Regions from separate parts of the Mus musculus genome. Here region 1 is linked to region 2. The links are chromatin contacts, called in public HiChIP or PLAC-seq maps. All regions are on one chromosome and are shown on one strand. Each heading gives the region's core, a stretch centred on a gene start, on an enhancer-like site or on the middle of the called end of the contact. The rest is flanking DNA. Distances are from core to core; before and after follow the strand shown. Region 1 holds the start of Wtip (WT1-interacting protein). Region 2 holds the start of Gramd1a (GRAM domain containing 1A).

Region 1 (6,502 bases), core at 1,670-4,169, 3.0 Mb after region 2:
AGCAGGTATCACGTCTCAAACCTGTGACCCTAGCATTCAGGAGGCTGAGGCAGGAAGATGGTTACTTGGTGGTCAGACTGGCATACAGAGTGAGGCCCTAGCTAAAAAGGGGGACTGAGGACACTGTTCATTTGCCTGAGTACTTGCCTTGCATGCATGAAGGCCAAGGTTCCATCCTCATCACCCCATAATCTAGCTGATTGTGCTGTGCACACCTGCAATCCCAATGCTTGGGGTTTAGGCTTGGGAAAGGCTGTCCTGAGCTCCGGAGCACATTCTGGAGCAGCTTGCACTAGATGAGAGCTTATTCAGAGAGGGAAACCTCTATAATCAGCCAGCGCAGTCTCCTGTGTGGCTAACAGGGCTAAAGCTGAGCCCTCGGTGCTCTTTAGAAAGGATCCTCACCTCCAGCAGTTTTGGGCTATAGTGTCTTTACCCTCACATTAAATACCCAGCATAATACGCAGACTTGAGAGTGGCCACAGGGGCCAACAGACAGACCAATGCTGAGCCTCTAAGTGTGCACGGGCCAGAAGATGATCAGATGCTCAACCAAGAGCACAGAGAGTATCCGGCTGAAATGTCTCAATTTGGCTCCTGGCAGAAGGTCAGTTTTTCACTCACCTCCTACTCCCAGGCCATTTACAGCAGCCATCACCTCGGCTAAACCACAGATTCCCCATCCTGACTTCTCACGTCATCAGATCAAGCATCTCATTCCAAAGCCAAACCACTCTAGCCCGTGCATGCCCTTGACCATCCTGGGCTACAACCTTCTCATACCCTCACTTTCTTCCTCCACCCTGGAAAACACCCACACGACCTGCTAAGGTCTACTCCCCTAAGATCTACTTCAAAGCATCGTGGAGCTGCTAGCTCTACTGAATGTGAGACAGCTCAGACTCAGCCAGCCCTGTCCCAGGCTTGCTAACCATACACATCCCCAAGCCAGCTTCACTCCCTGTACCTGACTCACCTAACTGTTGTGCCAAGAAAAGCCATCAGAGACTTTGGGGCCTTGCTAATGCATGTGATTTCTTTACCAGGGCTGTTATGAGTCAGAGTCCCTTTCTTTGGTATTTAATGATATAAAGTCTATTTTCTGTTGCCACTTTTTGAAGCACAGTCTGACTTTGTAGCCTTGACTGTTTGGGAACTACATGTAGACGAGGCTGGCTTTAAACTATCCTACTGTTCCTGAACCCCCAGTGCTGGCATCACAGGTCTGTACCAACCATGCCAAGCTAAAGGGTGACGTCTGAACGCGTATTTTTCTTTGTATTTTTTCTATCTATGTGTAACCAGATGTAAGGCTGGTTTGTGGTTTTGTTTATTTGCTTTGCCTTGCTGGAAAACAAACCTAGGGCAGTGATAGGCAAGTGCTCTATCACAGAGCTACCCCCCTAGCTCGGTATTCTTGTAGGAAATATCCTGTTTATAAGACCTAGCCCAGAGAAGCCTTGAATGCTTGCCTTGGTCCTGTAGCCTCACACAGTTCCACCTACAGCCTCTACCAGCACTGAAGTCTCAGTCACACAGGTTCAGGGGTACCCGGGGAACCCCATCTTTCTGCCCCTATCCATGCCTCAGTTGGAAGGGGAGACGCTTCCGTTCTGCTCTTCATCAAACTTTATTAGGGGCAATACTAGGGATGAAGAAGAATGCCCAGCAAAGGAGCTTAAGAATGGGTCAGCAGTAAGAGCTTGGTGCTCTTGCAGAAGACTCAACTTCTCAACGGAGAAGACTCAGTTCCCAATACTGCTCACAACCAGACTCCAGTTCCAGGAATCTGACACCTTCTGACCTCCCGAGGTACTTTCAATATACACCTAACTGAATCTTTTGCAGAGTCCATATGTCTCTACTCCTAGAACTTCAGAGTCGGGGGCAGGAAGACAGGCCAGTCTAAGCTACAGAGTGAAACCTTGTCTCTAAGTAAATAATCATTTTTTTAAGTGTCCAGAAAACAGGTTAGGCTGTCAATCAGCCTGATTTTGTCTGGATCCCACCCCTCACCCACCCCCACCCCACCCCCGCCTCAAGTCAGGAAGCGCCGGGCATCTCCGCATCCGTGGCTGGAGAACAGCCCTTACCAGAACCCCGGGACCCCCGACCCAGACCCTGGCCCGCGCACGCTCACCAAAGTAGTCTCGCGCCGTGCGCGCCTCGAGCGCGCGCTCCAGTTCCCGCGTGAGCGCCTCCAGCCGCCGCTCGGCCGCACTCGGGCCGCCCTCCCGGCCCGGGGGCAGCGGCAGCGACGGCAACGGGAAGGGGAACTGGGCAGGCTCCGGAGAGCGGGCGGGCGCCGGGCCGACGCCGGGCGGCAGCAGGTCTGCACAGGCGCCCGCTGAGCCACGGGAACCCAGGCTGGACACGCTGGAGCGCGCGCTGCCCCCCGACGGCGGCCCGGGGCCGGGGCCGTGGCGCTGGTCATAGCCCAGGCTGATACCGCTCGAGCGCGCGCTGCCGCCGTCCGAGCCCGCGAGGCTGGCGCGCGGGCCTCGCTCGGGGCGGCTCGGGACGTCGGGCGCGGCCTCGGGGCCGCCGCAGCCACCCTTGCCTCGGCGGCCCGACGCTGGCGCCGCCTCGTCCACGGCCCTCGGCCCGCGCCGCACGCGCCCTGGGGAGCCGGCGGTCGGCTCCGACTCGCGCAGGCCCAGCCCGGCCAGGAGCAGAGCCGCGTCGTCCGCGGCCGTCCGCGAGCGCTGCATGGCCGTCGGCCCGCCGCGGCGCGTCACCTCCGCCTCCGCCGCCCGCCGCCGCCGCTCCGGCAGCGCCGCCGCATCGTCCGCCGGCCCGCAGCCCGCCCCGGGACCCCTGGGCGCGGGGCGGGGCGGGGCCCGGGTCGCGGTCGCTCGGCGTGGGCCGCACTCTCGCGCGGGGCCGTGGCGGGGAGGGAGGGAGGAACGGAGGCGCGCGGCGGAGGAATGCGCGCGCAGCTCGGGGCCGCGCCCCCTCCGCTTCGAGACCGCGCGCAGGGGGCGGGGGGACGGAGGGACTCCTTTGCCCCGTCAGGAATGTGAGGAAGGAGACTGCGCAGCGGCCTCTGGAATGTGGGGGGGGGCGGCGACGGCCCGGCCGAGGGGTGCGCAGACTTCGCGAGGACGCGGGCGGGACAGCGGTGGCCCAGGCTCTGGTCCACCCCGAGGCCTCAGGGCACATTCCAGATTCCCCCCCCACCCCCAGGCTGAGCCCCGAGCCCACATCCTCCCTCCCCATATTCCTCCCTGGCCCTCTGCTAAAGGAACACAGCCTGATGCTGCCTGCTTTGTGCCACATGGATGTGACACCAACGTGGGAATTCTGGCAGTTTCAAAACACAGTGTAAGGATTCTAGCAAAGTCTAGGTATAACCGTCCCAATTACACATTCTGGGACTTAGAAAAGAATCACGGGATGAGTTCCGGGACCCATTGTAAGTGTGACTTCCACCAAAATTCTTTTAGGCTGGAGCCATGGCTCAGAGGTTAGGAGAGTTTGTTGCTCTTGCAGGGGACCCAAATTCAGTTCTCAGCATCCACACGATGGTTCACAACTCTCCTTAACTCCAGTTCGAAGAAATCTGACCACCTCTTCCACTGCTAGGCATGAACGTCGTGCATGATGTACAAGCAAGCAAAACAAGCCTGTTTATCAACTGGCATCCCTACTTTAATTGGAGAGCCATAATGAGTCTAAGGGTTTTTTGTTTGTTTGTTTGTTTGTTTGTTTGTTTTTTCCGATGTGAGGGGACTCTCAGAATTATTGTCAATTTAGAACCAGTATCCACTAGGCCTTGGAAAATCCAGTTGTTTCCTTTTCTCCGTGTTAGTTACCCTGGTAGAAGGAAGCAGGCTGAACGTGAGACTCCCATATTGTATCTTACCCCAAACCCACAAACAAACAAAAATCTGTCTTACCCTGCAAGAGCTGTCATGGGAAAGAAAACCAAACCTCATGTGTTGTGTCCCAGTAATCAGGAAAACAGTTTTAAAGGAAAGCCCTTCACTTCCAGACTCCCTTTTCTCAGAGGGGGATGGTAACATGCCCCAGTACCAGGGGAAGGGAGCTTGTTGGCAGCAGACTGACCTACCCAGATGCACAGAAGCCTGGCCTTCACTGTGCAAAGAGCCAGCTGGGACACCTGCTTCCCAGATGGAAGGGAAACTGTAGTGTCTGGCCCATCCCCCCCAACCCGCCCTCCAACCTCCCCACACACACATGCACCTCCTAGGACCTAAGGAATTCCAGCTCTGCCTTATGCACACAAGGTGTGGAAGCAAGTATTTGAGGAACAAATGTCCAGTCAGGAGAGCCACCTCATGGTCCAATGAGAAAGGAGAAACCATTTGACCGGTGATCCCATTTCACTGATCACATTTATCAGCCATTTAAAAGTGAAAATGTTGGGGGCCAGTGAAAAGCCTCCAGAAGGTAAAAACCACTTGTATACATATACCTAATGCCTTATTTAGTTCAATCCTCAGAACCCACAGTAGAAGGAGAGAACCAGGTCCTTAAAGTTGTCTTCTGACCGCCGCCACATACACACAAATCAGGGCTGGTTGATATGCCTGACCACCCACATTACATTCCCTGGACCCACACACACCAGGAGTAGACTGCAAAGTTCTTCTCAGACTTCCATATACACACACTGTGTGTATACAAGCACATCCACATGTGAACGTGCACACACAGATTACTGAACTACCATAAAATTATAAGCAGAAATTTCTTTCAAAACATCTATTCTAGGTTATGATTGTCCCAGGCTATAATCAGGAGGCTGAAGCAGGAGGATCACTTTTGAAGCCAGCCTGGGCTGCATAGCAAGAACTGCCACCACCTCCCAATAAAAACAAGTAAATGTTTCAGTCCAGCTTTCACAGTTAGAACCTTCAGAATTCAAATGATACATTAGTGTCCAGGGTCAACTAAAATCCATTTCTCTAGAAATAAGAAAACCTAAAAGTAAAGCAACCTAAAATGACCAAATATGGGATAGTAGAAGACGCAACTTCTATGAAATGGCATCCGTTGTTTACTGATGAATCTGCATGCTTCACGTCCTAGCACTGGAGAAACGGAGGCCAGCTGGAAGACTGAAGCAAAAGGAACACACATTCAAGGCTTGCCTGAGCTCCAGAACAAATTCCAAGTCAGTCTGATCAATGTAGTGGGACTCTATCTCAAAAAAAAAAAAAAAATCATAAAAGGAGCTGGGGGTCAGGGAGATGGTTTGGGGAAAAGGCACTTGCCACCAAACCTGATGACCGCAGTTCCATCTGTGGGACTCATAAGATAGGAGAACCCCTCCACTAAAAGTTGTAGTCATCATCTGGTCACACCAGATAGATAGATAGATAGATAGATAGATAGATAGATAGATAGATAGATAGATAGATATGACAGATAGATGTGAAAGCCTAGTTGGACCCCTCAGTACCACAAATGAGCTAGTGTGAGAGTGTACACATTATTTACAGAAACCAAGTGCGTCACGGTGACTCACACCTACAGTAATTATTTTATTCTAATGACTTATAAGAGTTTGTTACATATTTTCACTACCAGTATACCATTTTTTACAAATAGTTTCTACTAGTTTACGTCTTCTCCGTCTCCTCCCTTTGATGTGTCTTCATAAGAACAGAAGTTATTTTATGGGGTTGGAGAGCTGGCTCAGCAGTTAAAAGTACTGCTTTTAAATATATATTGGTTGTTCGAGACAGGGTTTCTCTGTGTAGCCTTGGCTGTCCTGGAGCTCACTCTGTAGGCCAGGCTGGCCTCGAACTCAGAAATTCGCCTGCCTCTGCCTCCCAAGTGCTGGGATTGAAGGTGTGGGCCACCACCGCCAGGCTCCTAGCAACACTTTTTTTTTTTTTTTTTGGAACAGTAATTGTGTTCGGAATATAACTAAACAGAACTAGGGGCCTACAGTTCTACTTGGTTGATTTTCTTTTTTCCTCCCTCCCTCTCTCTCTCCCTCCCTCCCTCCCTTCCTCTTTCTTTTCAGCCCAGGCTGGCCTCAAACTCTCTATGTAGCCAACACTGACTGTGTAGATGATCCACCTGTCTTTGCCTCTCAGGTGTAGGATTAAAGGCATGTACTACCAAGTTCAGATCATGTTTGTTGTCTTTAGTGACAGCAGCTAAATGTCCCAAATAAGCTTTGGGCTGGGGTTTTGTCCTGTTGAGTTGAATACAGGAGGAAAATGTTCCATCTATGTGTAGAATTCAGGAAGCAGATTCCCAGTTTAAAAAAAAAATAAAAACTATCTATAAAAATACTTCTCTAAATATATCCTCCCTAAAAACAGCCAAATGGAGAATTCTGAACCTCTGGAATTCTGCTTTAAAATGCTAAGAGGTCACTTATCCTCTGACCTCCATACAAGTGCTTGGCATGTGCATGTACACACACGCGCACACACACACATACATACATACATGCATAGACACAATATTTTCTTTTATGTATGAGAGTTCATCTGCACATATACCCCATGTGTGCCTGGAG
Region 2 (6,496 bases), core at 2,133-4,632:
GACCTTCCTGTTGCTGTCTAAACATACACAGAACACAGTGGGGACACTGTAAGCAGCAGGTCCCAACTACCTGGCTGCACTAACCAGGGAGCCAGATCACCACACACACACACACACACACACACACACACACACACACACAAAACCCCACAGAAATGAAAATAATGGCCTCTGACATCTGACATTTGCCTTTGCTGTAAAGGTTAGCACAGCCCCTCCCCCCCTCCCCCAGAACACTCCACCAACCGGACCAGGAACCTGTTTGAAACAGATTCCATCCAGAGGCGGTGAGGCACTCCTGTTAATTCAGTATTCCAGGGCTGAGGCAGGAGGATCACAGAGTTTGAGACCAGCATAGGCTGCATAGCAAGAGTCTGTCTTAAGGACTCCAGAGTTGTGAATGTGTAGCTAAAGGGCCCTGAACCTAGTGGTGAGGGCCTGGGGGCGTGGCTCACCAGTAGCTATCACCAATAAGGAGCTGGGCATGTGAATCAGTAGAATCCGCCCAACAGAATCTGGAGGATATGCCTTGCATGTACAAAGCCTTGGAGTCCATCACCAGGACTGCCACAAAACAAAAGAGAAACAAAACTCAAATGTAAATCTCCACCCCCACCGGCATCAGAAACCTCAACTTAAAATCTGATGCACATTGAATTCTGACAGAATAATTAGGAGCAGAGAGGGTTTCTTAAGTGAGCCAGACTGACTGCAAAGGGCTTAGCTGGGCCAGGCTTACTGAGGCCAAGGGCTGGGGACAAAGAACAGAGCTGGCGAAATGTGGGGGAGACAGTGCTGGACTCTCTCAAAGCGTCAAGTTCAGGGCCAGGAAGGAGGCTGGCAGGTCTGAGAACAGCAAGCGACCAGCAGAACTGAGGACCCTGGGCCACCCTGCACGTTTCTAGAGAGCAGAAGGCCCCGGGGGTTCCTGTGGTCTCTTCTCACCTCTGGGCTAAGATTCGGGCCTGATTGATTCTGAAGCCCCAGGTCCACTCAATGGCAGGCTGAAGGCACAGACAAGCCAAGTTCATCCCTCTTGCTCTTGGAAGAGACAAAGAGGAAGTTCTCAAGGGCGGGTAGCAGAGCCCTAGGGTGGCCAAAGCCAGCCAGCCAGCCAGCCAGCCAGCCAGCCAGCCAGCCAGTCCTGAGAGAGTGAAGGGAGGGGTCAGAGTGGCGAGAGGAGGACCGTTAAGGGGCGGAGACTCGGAAGAGAATGGCGTTTTCACTGTGCAGATGCTCTGCGTCCTGGGCCTCAGGATCGGCCTCAGCACAGAGGGGCAAGAGCACACACAGGTGTGTGGGAAAGGGAAAGATGGCTGGGGACACAGAGGGTCCCAGGCAAACTGGCCTGCAGGTGAACGAAGTCTCTCCCACCTGTCTCTCTGCCGTTCACACGTACAGAAGTGTCACAAGCATAAACAACCACAGCATTGTAAGTGTGTCAAATTCATACACAACTGCCAGGAACGTTTTACACACACACACACACACACACACACACACACACACACACACACATGCACGCTCGCTACAAATATGCTACAGTCGCACAGCATCCCAGAATCAGAGAAACACAGTAAGTCCACATAAATCAGCGTCCTATACACAACCACGAGAAAGTTTTACACTGAAGAGCAAAACAAACAGCGAAACCCACAACAAAACTATTCACACGGCACCTAGTCATGGGACCCAGTGACCCAGACATGCATTCCTATGGGAAGTCATCATATCAACCTACACATCCCGACTGACCCTCTAACTGCAGGGTGGGTGTTCACCAGGCAGAGAAAACAAAGCAAGGGCCAGTTCTCAAGAGTCGAGGAATGGAATTATCAGCTGTCAAGGTGAGAGAGCCCTGACATTCCCATAGACAAGGGGGGCTTGGGAACAATGCACTGCCAGATATTGAAGGGTCAGCATGAGGAGGGGCAGGCTTTGCAAAGCAGTTAAGTTTACACCCAACATCCCAGGAGGGAGGGTTCTCAGCTGAGAAAACCACAAGGGGTCTCTGTCTCTTTCAACAGACAAAGCCACAAAGGGTCTGAGAGACAGAGACAATCTCCCACACACACCCAAGGCATGCAACAATGCCACATTTGGATACACTGGGACTTTCCCACAGACGGAATCAGAGGTAAGTGAGCCACCCACAGGGCCCAGTGACACCACACTGTCACCGGTAGACACATGCAATTTCTACTTGTTCACGGAACCAAAAGACATCCAAATGTGGATGTCAGGCGCACAGCAGCTGAGCCCCAACCACATGCACACATACTCAAATCACAATGAGAGCTCACGGAGGTAACTCACAGACGTAATTCATGGTGAATTATAGGTACAGTCAGCCAAGAGACTGAAGCGGAATGCTGTACAAGTCACAATGAGGCACAAGCTCAGAATGTGTGATTTGCACACGGTGCCACAAAGAAAATGAGACACGTCTCACACACAACCACAGTGGGTCCAAGAGCACCAGATGCACTCGACCTGGGTGGTAGCCATCACACAGAAGATGATAGATAACATACAGACAGCCACACAACATTGCCCCAAAGAATCCCAGCTGTTACACACACACACACACACACACATACACACACACACACACACACACCACGCTGAGCACAATCACAAACGGAAACCCGCAGGCACAGGTGACCAGGCAGGAGTGGCGGGGGCGGGAGGGGGGCAGAACACACCCGACCCCCACCCCGCCGAGATCTCAGGCTCAAAGAAGCTCCTTTTCCCCAGCCCCCACGACAAACGGGGACCACCGACCGGAGGATCTGCGGGGCCTGCCCAGTAATGGGGATGGGGGGTGGGGCTGCTCGCGGCCCTTTCATCTGGGTGTTGGGTCAGGGCTCCCCGTAGGGGGACGATCAGGGCCTAGAGGAGCTCCCCGCTGCCCATATGCGTCCCAGGCCGGTAGTGACGCCCCAATCTTGGGTCTCGCCGCCAGGTTGCAATCCCTCACGTGTACCCCTTCTGGTCCCCAGCGGGGTCGCTCCTACATGCACCAGCTTGGAAACCCAGCTCCGGCCCTCTGCCGCAGCCCGATCGCACCACCGTCCCCGCTTCCCACCCCGAGGCCCGGTGCTTACTCGAACATGGATGCGGCGCCCCGGCTGCAGGGCAGGACCCGGCCGGCTGCTCTGAGATGGGCCTCCCGGGCCTCGCCTGCCTCGGCCGCCGCCTCCACCGGACCCTGCCACCCGCACAAAAGGCCGGAGCCGCCGGAGGCCGCCTCGGCGTCAGCGACACCCCCTTCCTGCTCCCGCCCCGCGCGTCACGGCGCCGCCCCCGCCGGGAGGGGGACATGGACGCGAGCGCGGGCCTAGGCCTAGGATGGCTGGGGAAAGAGTCCGGCTGGGAGACAGAAGAAAATTTTTATTTAAAATGAGCAGCCTGGGCGGGGCGTGATAGCGCACGCCTCACATCCCAGAGGCTGAGACAGGAGGATTGGCATGAGTTCGAGGCCAGCTTGGGCTACATAATGAATTCCAGGCCACTGGAATGCAGAGTGAGAATTTGTCTTCAAAACAAATGAGCAAACAAGTTTAAACACCCTGGGCTTCTCCCCTGGACCCAGAAGAGTCTCTGAGAAGTGGGATGGAGGTGGGTGACAGGCTGATGCTGGGAAGAACTGGCCTGGGGCGGAAGTCTGGGGGTGGGGTCGGGGAACCACAGCTGGAGGGTGGAAAGCCTCTTCCCGTTCTCCCCACCCAGCCTCAGAACCTCAGTTCCTGCCTTAGAAGCGTTCACTTTTCCGCGCGCGCGTGTGTATGGAGACTTCCCCAGCCTAATCGTGCAGACCACGTCAGATTCCAGCCCACCCGGCTCCTAGCAGTGCTGTGTGCGCTTGGGCAAGTCCCTCAGGCCTGGGGAGCCCCCTGCTCCCAGGCAAGGGGTTTCCCCCAGAACAGCACAGGGGCAGGGCTCATCAGCGTTTTTGATACTGGGAAGCCTGCCGAGCCTCAGGACGGGAAATGACCATACATTGCAGTGTAGGACGAGTTCTTGTGCCAGCCAGCCCTGCACCCACCTCTGCAAGCCAGGCGTGGTTGTCGTCCTTGTTGGAGAACACAATGTGAACGAGCCTCTGGCTTTGGGACCCAGCCCAGGGATTTCTCCCCACCCCTCTTCGGCCTTCAGCCTCTTGTCCAGCTACAGTAGGCCCAGTCCCACCTTGTTTGGTTTCCATTCCTATCCCGCTCTGTTACCACTTACAGCCAGAGCTCTAGCCTGTGAATCGCCAAGTCTGGCCAGAGGCCTCTTGGCTTCAAGCCCTACCCTGGCTCCACCTCATTCCTTGTTTTAAAAAAAAAAGTGCTCATCTTGGTGTCCAGAGCCCTCCTGATTGGGCCCCTTCCACCTGTCTGTCTAACTGGTTCCTCCTTAGCCTCCTGGTTGATTATCCCAGGTGTCAATCTACCCCCCTGCTCATCCCACCTGCCTCCGGCCTCAGGACCTTTGCACTGCTATCCCTTCCACAGGAGGAAGCTCGCTCTTCTTGCATGGCTGCCTTCCATCTTTCTGTGTTGCTCTTTTTATACGTCCGTAGCTTGTTTACTCTTAGAAAGACATTTACTTCGGTGGTGAGGGCTTGGGTGGGTTGGATATCATTATATAGCCTGGGCTGGCCTCAAACCTCAGTATGTAGCTGAGTCAGGGCTCGAATTTATGAACTTGCCTCAGCCTCCTAAATGCTGGGATTACAGGCAGGAACCACCAACCGCACAAATTTTTACATTTTTACTTAGTGAATATTCATTTCAAATAAAAGTGTATAATGGCCATCTGTGTCCTCACCATAAGACATAAGAGGTTCAGTATGCATAAAAAGCCTCATTAATTTCGTTAAAGGTTCTGAATTGTTTCTAAGGACAATGGAAAGTCATTAAAGTATTTAAGTGGAAGGCCATTGTGCTCAAATTTGCATATCAAAAAATCACTCAGGACTTCTGTGGGTGGTTGGTCATTTTAGTTGGATTTTTGTTTGTTTGTTTGTTTTAGATGAATTAAGCTGTTAAGCTTATGTGGTATTAGAGGACTTTGGGAGGCAGAGGCAGGAGGATTGCTGTGAGTTTTAGTCCCGCTTGGTCTACAAAGAGAGTTTGGACTTGCCAAGGTAATGCAGGAAACAGTCTAGAAGGAAGGAAGGAAGGAAGGAGAGAGAAAGAGAAAGAGAGAGGAGGAGAGAGAGGAGGGAGGGGAAGGGCTAACTAAGTCCCTTAGTGTTAAGTCCCACGTGGTGTTACACCCTGTTGTTCCAGCCCTCTGGAGGCTGAAGCTGGAGGACCATGAGTCTGAGCCTAGACAATAAAGCATGAGCCTGTCTCAAAAACCAAACAGGGCTGAAGAGCTGGCTTGGTGCTTAAGGACTGTTCTGCTTTGGCCACGGACCTGAGTTAGGTTCCCAGTAAGCATTTCCTCCAGCGCCAGGGGATCCAGTATCCTCCTCTGGCCTCTGCAGGCACTCACATGCACGTGCACAGGTGCTCATGAGGATGCATTTAAAAAATACACCTTTAAAAACAGATAAACTATAACGTTTACCACCAAAGGCCCAAGTGCCTACTCCTCTTGTCTCTGCCTGTCTATTGCCCTGAAGTCTGTGTGGATCACTCCTGTGCGGTTTTGCTACAACACAGGAGTCAACAAGCCAGCCTCAGTATTCAGTATCGTTGAAAGATACAACTAGTTCCCATTGTATCCTTCTACAGTTTGACTCTCCCACTTGATCATCCTTGTTTCTGAGACTTTTTTGGTGCTGGCAGAGCTGTGCTTCCTAAACATTTGGTCCTTCTCAGCATCCATAGCTGGGGAGAAACCCCAGCACACAGTTCTTTCTATTTAAGGTCAGTCTGTCGGGTTCTTTCCTTTGCTGATACTTTGTCCTTGAACCTCTTGTTTTCAGTCTCCCTGGGCTAGAAGTTGGTTTTCTTTGAAGAAGTTTTGTTTGAATGTTTTACACCCACCTGTGAGCCACAACAGGAAATAGCTCTTGTGATGGCTTACAAATATGTCTTGCCACTAGAGATGCAGGAAACCACACTTGCCCTCACTTTGTCTTGTCCTTGGTATTATTTTTAATTTTTAAAATTATTTTTAAAAAAGATGTTTTGATGTTTTTGATTAGTGTATGTGTGTGTGTGTGTGGGGGGGGGGGGAATGAAGATGTTGCATATGATGGAAACCAGAAGAAGGTATCTGATGCCCTGGAGCTGGAGTTCTAAGTGGCTGCGAGCTGCCTGATGTGGGTGCTGGGAACCTAATTTCGTTTCTCTGCAAGAGGAGCACTTGTTCTTAAGCTCTGAGCCATTACCTTAGGCTGTTTCGCACGTCAGCCTATTTCCATTTGGAAACCAAATTCTGGTTACAGTCTGCCACCTTTGCTTCCTAGTATCATCCAGGCCTCACCTACATTCAGCCTGTGCTGGGAGCCTTCTTGCCAACAGCATTCAGTTGGGCCCACAGTCACTGGTCCCGA

Evidence for each region. HiChIP or PLAC-seq counts read pairs in DNA pulled down with a chosen protein or histone mark.
Region 1: a contact with region 2 is called in an H3K4me3 HiChIP or PLAC-seq map of stem cell-derived neural progenitor cells, with 15 times the contacts expected there. The contact joins the promoter of Wtip here to the promoter of Gramd1a in region 2. A contact is called at or near these places in 1 of 39 promoter capture datasets (embryonic stem cells), 3 of 484 Hi-C or Micro-C datasets (all in embryonic stem cells), 7 of 115 datasets of contacts at active chromatin or transcription factors (embryonic forebrain, embryonic stem cells, large pre-B cells and 2 more) and 1 of 9 other capture datasets (embryonic stem cells).

The regions. Positions count from the first base shown.
Region 1 is chr7:34,130,349-34,136,850 of GRCm38.p6, forward strand. Wtip (WT1-interacting protein) reads right to left here and starts at 2,920. Exons shown (of 8, transcript NM_207212.2): 1 at 2,141-2,920. The coding sequence starts at 2,711.
Region 2 is chr7:31,147,789-31,154,284 of GRCm38.p6, forward strand. It overlaps Gramd1a (GRAM domain containing 1A), which reads right to left and starts at 3,383. Exons shown (of 19, transcript NM_027898.4): 1 at 3,108-3,383. The coding sequence starts at 3,115.